Regions from separate parts of the Mus musculus genome. Here region 1 is linked to region 2. Evidence: chromatin contacts called from public promoter capture Hi-C data. All regions are on one chromosome and are shown on one strand. The core of a region is the stretch at or near the end of the contact, and the rest is flanking DNA. Distances in the headings are between cores, read along the strand shown.

What was found. Promoter capture Hi-C pulls out the DNA fragments that hold promoters and counts their contacts.
Region 1: a promoter capture Hi-C map of trophoblast stem cells shows a contact between it and region 2, with 5 times the contacts expected there. The contact joins the enhancer-like site here to the promoter of Cytl1 in region 2. A contact is called at or near these places in 9 of 39 promoter capture datasets (the 3T3-L1 cell line, cranial neural crest, embryonic stem cells and 5 more) and 3 of 484 Hi-C or Micro-C datasets (the AtT-20 cell line, the MC3T3-E1 cell line and cortical neurons).

Annotation. Positions count from the first base shown.
Region 1 is chr5:38,096,114-38,100,099 of GRCm38.p6, reverse strand. The region is part of intron 2 of Stx18 (syntaxin 18); the gene reads right to left. Among named protein-coding and RNA genes, the nearest start is that of Stx18, 59 kb to the right of the region's middle. Within about 2 kb of position 2,244, at least 3 of the 459 cell types and tissues checked have an H3K27ac peak or open chromatin away from gene starts, as enhancers often do. A contact at or near this core is called in trophoblast stem cells, where this site is marked.
Region 2 is chr5:37,732,734-37,736,967 of GRCm38.p6, reverse strand. Cytl1 (cytokine-like 1) reads right to left here and starts at 1,449. Exons shown (of 4, transcript NM_001081106.1): 1 at 1,259-1,449. The coding sequence starts at 1,420.

The DNA of each region.
Region 1 (3,986 bases), core at 995-3,494, 360 kb before region 2:
TTCCCATACATGCTGCATATGGACTTACAAGTCCTGGTTCTCCTTCTGGAATGTTCTTTCCCAGGTGTCTGAATAAATGACTCCTTATTTCCAGGAGATGAGAGAGCAAGCTCTGTTACATGGCCCTTCTTCTGCAGTCTGAATGGCTCTTCTGGGAGTAGTGAAGTGAAAGGGTCACACGTTCCCGTTCCCAAGTTAGAAAGGTGCTGGCTTCTGAAGGAATATGCAACCAGCCACCAGGGTGGACCTGTACAACACTGGTCCCAGAAACACCGACTTAACTGAATCCTCTAGCTCCATATTCCCAGTTAAGGAGCCCAGCTCAGTAAGAGTGAAGGTCTAAAGGCTAATCTGAGAATACTGATTACTCAGGGAGGAGGGGAGTTCTCAGATACATTATGCAGACCCTCTTGACCTTGGATACTGGAAACTGACAGTGGTATTATTCTTTTAGTAACAACAGAAGAAACCAACAAAGTTGTTTTCCCAAGTGGCATTGTTTTGTTGCCAGGGTATTATGAAAAAGGTACAGAGTAGAGAAATTATTTTAATTAAGGTCATTCTAAGATCCAGCCAGAGGCTGCCTAGGCTGCATGCTGTTCTGCTCTAGTAAAATGCCATTATTAAAAAAATTAAATGGGTCAATAAAGTCTGAGCTCTACATTCTGGAAAAAATTATAGCTTCCTAATTATGTCAACCTAACAAAGCCTCATGGTCTGAAGGCAGTATTTCAACCCATACTCTTTCAATTCTGTGATTACACTGCTTATAAAATGTTCCTAGAAGCGGGCCAAGGCTAGCACGTTGCACTGGGAGGGGGGCTGTAAAGCTGAAAGGCTGGCAATGGTCTACAACCTCAGGGAAGGAGAACTTGGTGGGAGCTGATGAGGGACTTCATGGACAGCACAGTATGGTGACACCTATTCCCCTGTCCTGGCATTTCTCTGTGTATTAGCTTCCCCAGAGTGAACCCTGGCTTACCCCTCCTCCATCCCGAGAGAGGAACAGGAATTTCCCTGATGAGTGGGTACTTTAGCCAAAGGAACTGGGCATGTACCGAGTCCCAATCCCATCTCACCCTCATCCCTAGACTGGCTGCCCACAGACATCAGAGGATCCCTCTATTCCACTCTCTCCTAGCAAAGGGACCAGGTTGTGCTAGCTGGGAACACTATGATCCGTGGCACTAACCTGACTGAGTCTAGCTTAGGACCATAATATCACAAACCAGCTCACCTATAGTCTTGAGCTCTGTCCATTGTGGTTGGCTGAACTGAGTTGCCAGTCAGCTGTGTAATTCTGGGAACCCTGGAAACTTGCTATGCCCCTCCCTCTGCCATGATCAACTTCTAACTCCCCTATAATGGAACTATTCTCCCAGCAGCACTAAAATTGGAATTTCACATCACTTCAAATGTGGCAAACGTTATTTTCTTTTATCTCATCTCCAACCATTTAAACACCTGAAACTGACCTTAGCTAACAGCCTTTTTAGAAACAGGCAGTGGGCAGAACCCAGCCTGGAGTGAGACACTGAAGTTTCGAGATAAGATGGCTTTTGTAGACTCTTAACAGTTGCTAAGGGTGGCTTGAGCCAGACACCTTCCATAGCACTCATCATCTAGCTGGCCAGACACTTTCCAAGGCAATAGGAATATTAGCAAGAAGCCTTTTTATGCTTTGATGTGAATGAAACCTCAGGATTTCATTGTCTTTTTAACAAAACCAGCTTGGAACTGGACCTCTCCTCCCTTTCCCTTCTTTTTACTCATTCAAAATCTTGCATTAACAGCCAACACTTTCTCGAATTTGCAGTTACATTCAACACACCCAAGCCTCAGGACAATGCTCTTTATAGTTTTAGTTTTTTTCTGGAAAGTCAGCTTACTCTGGGCATATAAACATCCCTGCCCTTCTTGTACTAGGATGCTTTATGGGGGAGCCTGTCTTCAGTTCTTTCCTGTTGCTGTGACAAAAGCAACGCAAGAGTAAAGTCTCAGTTCAAGGTTCCATTATGAAAGGGAAGGGAAGGCAGCAAAAGCCTGACGCAGATGACCACACTGGCATCCACAATCAGAAAGCAGAGAGCAGTGAAAGCTGGCTCTCAGTTCCCGGTCCCTGCCTACAGCTAAGCTTCATGTCCCCACAGCAGTTAACCTAATCCAGATAGTTCCCCACAGCTACCCAGAGGCTTATGTCCTAGGTGATTCAGAGTCCAGTCAGCTGACAACACAATCACAGTGCTCCATGCACATCTAGGAAGCCTGGAGGGCCTCAGGAATGATCATCATGCCTGTGTGAGTGACAATGGCAGGACAACAGACTTTCATGAAAGGTCTATAAAATTGTGACTGCAGCCTCAGTTGTGAGAGCAACCTATTGAATTAGTACCTGATTCAGACAGGGGCACACCTTCAGAAATAAAATTTACACTGCCACCTAGTGATCACAGCCAGTTAACAGCAGACTTGCAAACAGTGCTTTGCATCAGGATGAAATCTCAGGGTATTTCTAAACACCAAAACGAAAGACGTTTAAAAGCATAAAATTGCTTGTTAAATTTGGGGACAGTGTTAGGGACTGCTTATATCACCTGGGACGTGAGTTTCTTTGTTGAGGAATGTATGCAAACTATTGCCATTTTGCATAGAGGACTGTTTTTTAAGTAGAGTACTGAAGTGCAGACACTTGTTTCAGAGACAGAGCCCCAGCCTGAGAAAGAGGCTCCTGGTGATGTCATGGCCAAATTCTGATGATTTAGTGAGTTCCACAGTGAAGCATACTGTGGCCAGGGCAGGTCCAAATGTCTGCACCACGGTGCGCCTGTGTGCTGATGATGACACTCCAGGCCAGAAGCCATTTTGAACGTTCTGGCCAAAAGCTTTCTTCACTTTCCAGATGGCACAGTGCCTCTTCAGCTGTGGGGTCAGTATGAGTGGAGGCTCCTCTCAGCACAGCTACTCTTTCACAGCAGGACAGACACTATTCCCAGGGGCCAGCTGGTACAGGCCCATGCAAACCAATTCCTTAGCTTCTTTTGGTCACTAGGTAACTCCTTTCCTCCTTTACACCTCAGCTCAAATGTCACCTCTCAAAGGACATTTCATAAGACCAGGGTCTTCCAAATCCCTGAACTCCATTTTTTTTTTATAGTGCCCCTCCTATTTACCTGCCTGCCTGTGTGACAAGGAGCATAATGTCTGTCTTTGGCCTTGCATGGCAGGCACTCAGTAAAAATGGGGAGAGGGAATTCAAGGACTAAAGGAGACAAAATACACATTAGTACTTAGGAGCAGAGTGTGCCTCACACATGGACAAATGAGGGCTGAGCGTGGGGAGAGAACTGACTATGAAGCGGCCCTCAAGGGTCTCTATTGGAGGCCTGGTGCCCAGCTGACTACTACTGAGTCATGAGTCAGTCCACGAGCAGCTTCGAGGAGCTATACTGGCAAGTGGCACCTGTCTGGAGGAGCATGTCAGTAGATATGCCTTTGAAGGGGTTAGCTATCCCATTTCTCTCAGTTCTTGGCTGCTGAGAGGTGTGCAACTTTGGCCCAAATCATGACTTTCCACCTTACCAGGCCTATAGTAATAAACCAAACTGACCCTGATCTGAAACCTTGAATCAAGAAACAAAACAAATTATCTCTATGGTTAAGTTGCTTTCTTGGGTATTTGTCCCAGGGATGAAAATCAGATTAACATAATATTTGTGGTACTTTTCAAATGCAAAGTAGACACAAATAAGACAAAAGAGACCAAAAAAAAAAAAAAACCATGCAAAGTTCTTTGGTGCAAGTTAAGGATAAAGAAGCAAATTTTGGAATAGTCAGAGGAAGTGAAAATACAGTTAGTCCTATGCGTTTGCAGTGCATTCTAACGGGCAGTTCCACAGACTGTACCGGAACTTAGAGCAAGACGACTGTGTCCTCACTGACAGTACACTGGCTCTGTCCTCCTATATGCTACAGCAGGAAGTATTTTT
Region 2 (4,234 bases), core at 200-2,699:
AAGTTTGTAAGATATAACACCTCACTATAAAGAAGTATGGTGTGTGTGTGTGTGTGTGTGTGTGTGTGTGTGTGTGTGTGTGTGTAGGACCAAAGGCCTGTATATCTAGTGCCCTTCCCTCTGTGTGACTCTGTGTGACCTGGAACTGCTGTCTTCCTTCTTTATGACTTAGTTCCTCATCTGTGAATTAGAAGGCTGAGTGTTTTGTCTTCCACTTGGTCCCACTCTATGGCTCTTAGCCTCTGATCTTACCCTCTAGCACCATATACCCCTAAGATCAGCGCTGTGTCTGTTTCATGGTAAGGATTAAGGGTACGGCTGTCTAAAGTATTGCACAAAAGAACGTAAGTTTACTGGATGGTGGGGTTAATAAGCAGCTTACAAAGCTATCAGTGCTAGGAAATCCATATTTTACCACTGATGCCACCACCGCCACCACCACCACCACCACCACCACCACCACCACCACCACCACCACCACCACCACCACCAAGGAACTCGCACAGAGTGGTTGCTGTCCTCCAATTGCTATAGCAGCGATTGCCTCTAGGTGGCAAGCTTACAAATACTATTTTTCATGGTCTTTTGTGCATTTTCCTATTGTTCTACGTCTACCCTGTTGAATCTCAAGATAGTAATGAATGCAATTTAACTTTTGAAAAGAAAATTCAAAGTGTTAAGATAATCTGAAGTCCAATACCCGAGGAACGTGGGTTGGGTCTGTTTGAAGCATGTGCAAGCAGCCGAGTGACACCTTTGAAGTTTACCCAGGCTCAGTGGAGTCCGGTGGGTTTTGCTTCTATTAGAGACAAGCTTGATGAGCACCTCGCTTCTCTCCCCTTGCAGTACCCGTCAGGAGACTCCCCTGAGTTCCTGGAGTCTTCGTCTGAGGATAGGGCTAACAGCTTTAACACTTGTCCGGTTCCCTGTGGTCAGTGGGTCTTTCAGCCCCTGTCACACCCAGGGAGATGTGATTAGCACCCCTCTTTACAGAGAAGGAAGCTGAGACAGAGGGCTGAGTAGTTGTCCCATAATTCCTCAGCAGATAAGGAGTATATCACCCCCTTAGCATACATTGTTGGTCACCAGGCTAAAGACTGAATCTAAAGAAGCTTAGTTCATTAGTTATGTGCAACTCTGAACTCCTAGACTCTGTAGTGATATGATATTTAAAAAAATTATCATCTATCTATCTATCTATCTATCTATCTATCTATCTATCTATCTTCCCAAGGCAAAAGGCAAGTGAGGAACTTACCTCAGGCTCTGAAGCCTGCAGGCTCTGGAAGTCTGCCATGATCTCACGGCTCAGGGTCAGCATCCGAGAGTAGCAGGTGGGGGGCGCGGACTGTACTGCCAGAGGCCAGGCTATCACCACCACCACCAGCAGCAGCAACAGAGGTAGTGTCTTTGGTGACATGGTGCCTGGTGCCTACTGCTGGGTCAGCTGCCCCTTTTAAATAGCTGTTGAGGGGATATCGAGGGCTCAGGCTCCCCACCTTTTTCCTGTGGGGCCCCTGCCAGGGCCAGGCATCCAAGGAGGGTGGAACTAAGGATGCGACACGCCCATAGGGTCTGGGACACTGAATTCTTTCAGAAAGAAGCTGTAATGAGGGGGCGGGTGCATAGTTGGGGGGCTGGAGGTACCTAGAAAGGAAGCAGGCATTCACTTTCCACCAGGAATTTCTGTCAAGACAGAAAGAGCAGTTGAGAGGGTCAGAGAGGAAGCAGGGAGAGATGGAAGAATGGGAGACTGGATTAGAGGCCAGGAAGGGCAGTGTTGCCCCTGGGCCAGAGAGGGAACTGCTTCCTAAGACTGGCTGATCTCCTGGAGCAGAATTCGGGGTAAAGGAGGACTAGGGTGCCCCTAATCCTTCAAGTCTGCTGGGCAGGACAATATGTAGGGTTGGGGTCCACCAGACTGCATATAGTCATGCATAGAGCAGCCACTAAACATGATGGAGACTGTTGGATGAAGCTCTGGGTCTGGAGGCGAAGCTTCCTCTGAACCTCTGGCTCTCTGCTGTGTGGCCACCACTGAGTCCCCACTGCAGGCTCCAGAGGACAGAGAGGGAAAAGCTTGTATCTTTTTAGGGCTGAAACAGTATCGAAGGGGAAAGCACTGTACTCAGATACGGAGGGGCAGACTGTGTCTATCCCCTTTCTGGCCATAGCCTTGGATCAATTTCTTTATTCATCTTCACTTCCCTTACCAAGTGCAATGGGCTGACAAGTATCCCCAGCTCAGGCCACAGTATAGAAGAGTCAGGTTGCTGCATGGGCCAGCAGAGCTTGTGCCAGGAGCATTGCCACACCAGGAGTCACCAAGACTTCTGAGCTAATGTTATGGCCTCTGCCAAAGCCTGATCCTGCCATAGGAGGCAAAGTGTTCCAAGGGGTGAGGGTGGTACTCTCAGGACCCTGATGGTTGCTTAGATACCAGCACCCATCAGGGTAACCACAGATGCAGGTGCCATGTTTCACAGTAAAGCAGCGTGGTGTGTGGTTAACTCTAGTCCCTAGACAAGTAGAGGGTCTCTGTAGAGTATGATAGCGGGTAGTGGTGCCACAACTTTAGACCCATGTCTGGATCTGCCTGGCACCAAAGCTTCCAGCTTTCAGAGACTTGGCTGAGCTGCCCATGTGGTGACCTCAGTGACAGAAACAGAGCATAGCGTCTTGGATGCAGGCAGAACTGAGGTAGCCACAAGGATGGATGAATACCTGGCCCCGTGTTTGTGGGAGAAGCCCTCCCCAGACTCGGCGCCTGTTCCCTATTTGTAAACAGGTGGCTTCACCCTGGGCAATGTCTGCCATCACTGCCAGTCCCCACAATTTGTTTATCTATTTCCTGGTGTTCAGAGCCATGGGTAGAGATCATTAGCAGCCCCTTCCTGTTTTGTAGGCAGCAGTGTGTTCCCTAAAATATTTCAGAGAGTTGACCTTGGACCTGGGGCAAGTGTGATGGGGACGGATCACCAAACAGTTCCTTTTCCCTGCATGTGGAGTCTGCATGCTCTGGCCTTCCTGGGGGTCTGTGTGGCTCCTGGCAAGTGCATCCCCTGGCCAAAGTCTGGAGGTTGTTTGAAATGCCACAGGACTTCTGAGTGTGTATAACACGGACCCTAAATCCAGGACACAGAGAAAACCAAACCCAGGCTCCAAACAAGTTCCCCTATAGCATTTGACGTCACAGCGCTGGAAAGCAGAGTCTGCTGTGTGTTTGAGCTGAGACACATGTGTCGCTGGAAGCCTGCTCCTGCTCCTCCAGGATACCATGTGAAGCCCTGAGCAGAGCTTCTGTTATGATTCCCATGACGTTCCAAGGTGGCTTTTAGGCAGGACACTCAGAAATCACTCTGTAAAATGACATGTTGGCAGATGGGGAGCCCTCTCTACTCCCCCAGAACTAAATAAGCGCTCCAGATCATTTCCTGGGAAGACACAGCTGAGAAGGGACAGACTCTGTGGAGGTCAAGGACTATCCTGGTGCACACGGGATATTATATCCTTTCTGTGGGTACAGGGACACCCTGTGTCCTGAGCAAGAGATGGTTTCTGTGTCCTTAAGGACTGTTCCTCCTCTAGAATAGAGCACCATCGTGTGTGTGTGTGTGCGTGTGTGCGTGTGTGCGTGTGCGTGTGTGCGTGTGTGTGTGTGTGCGTGTGTGCGTGTGCGTGTGCGTGTGTGTGTGTATACGAGTGCACATGGGTGTGTGCCCATTTGTGTGCATGTATATGTTATGTGCCTGTGGAGGCTAGGAGTCAATATCACGTCCCTTTTCCAGTCACTCCCCACTTTATTTATTTATTTATTTATTTATTTATTTATTTATTTATTTATTTGAGGCAGGGTTTCTTATTGACCTGGAGCTCACCAATTCAGCTAGACTGGCTGGCCATTGAACTGCAGGTGTCGTTGAGTCTCTGCCTTCCCATCACTGGGATTCCAGGTACGTAATCATCACTTTTTTATGTGAATGTTGGGTTGTCATGCTTACATGGGAACTTTACTGACTGAGCCATCTCCCCAGCCATGGAGAGCTGATGCTTTCATCTTGATGTGCGTGTGTCTTAAGGCTGTTCTTGTTATACAAACATCAAAACACAAGTATGATAAGAAACCTACATAATATATATATGGATGTGACCACTTCCCCTTTACCCTTTACTCCTGTCCCAGATGCCCTGGAGGCATCTGTGTTTTTTTGAGAATTGTGTTCAAACACACACA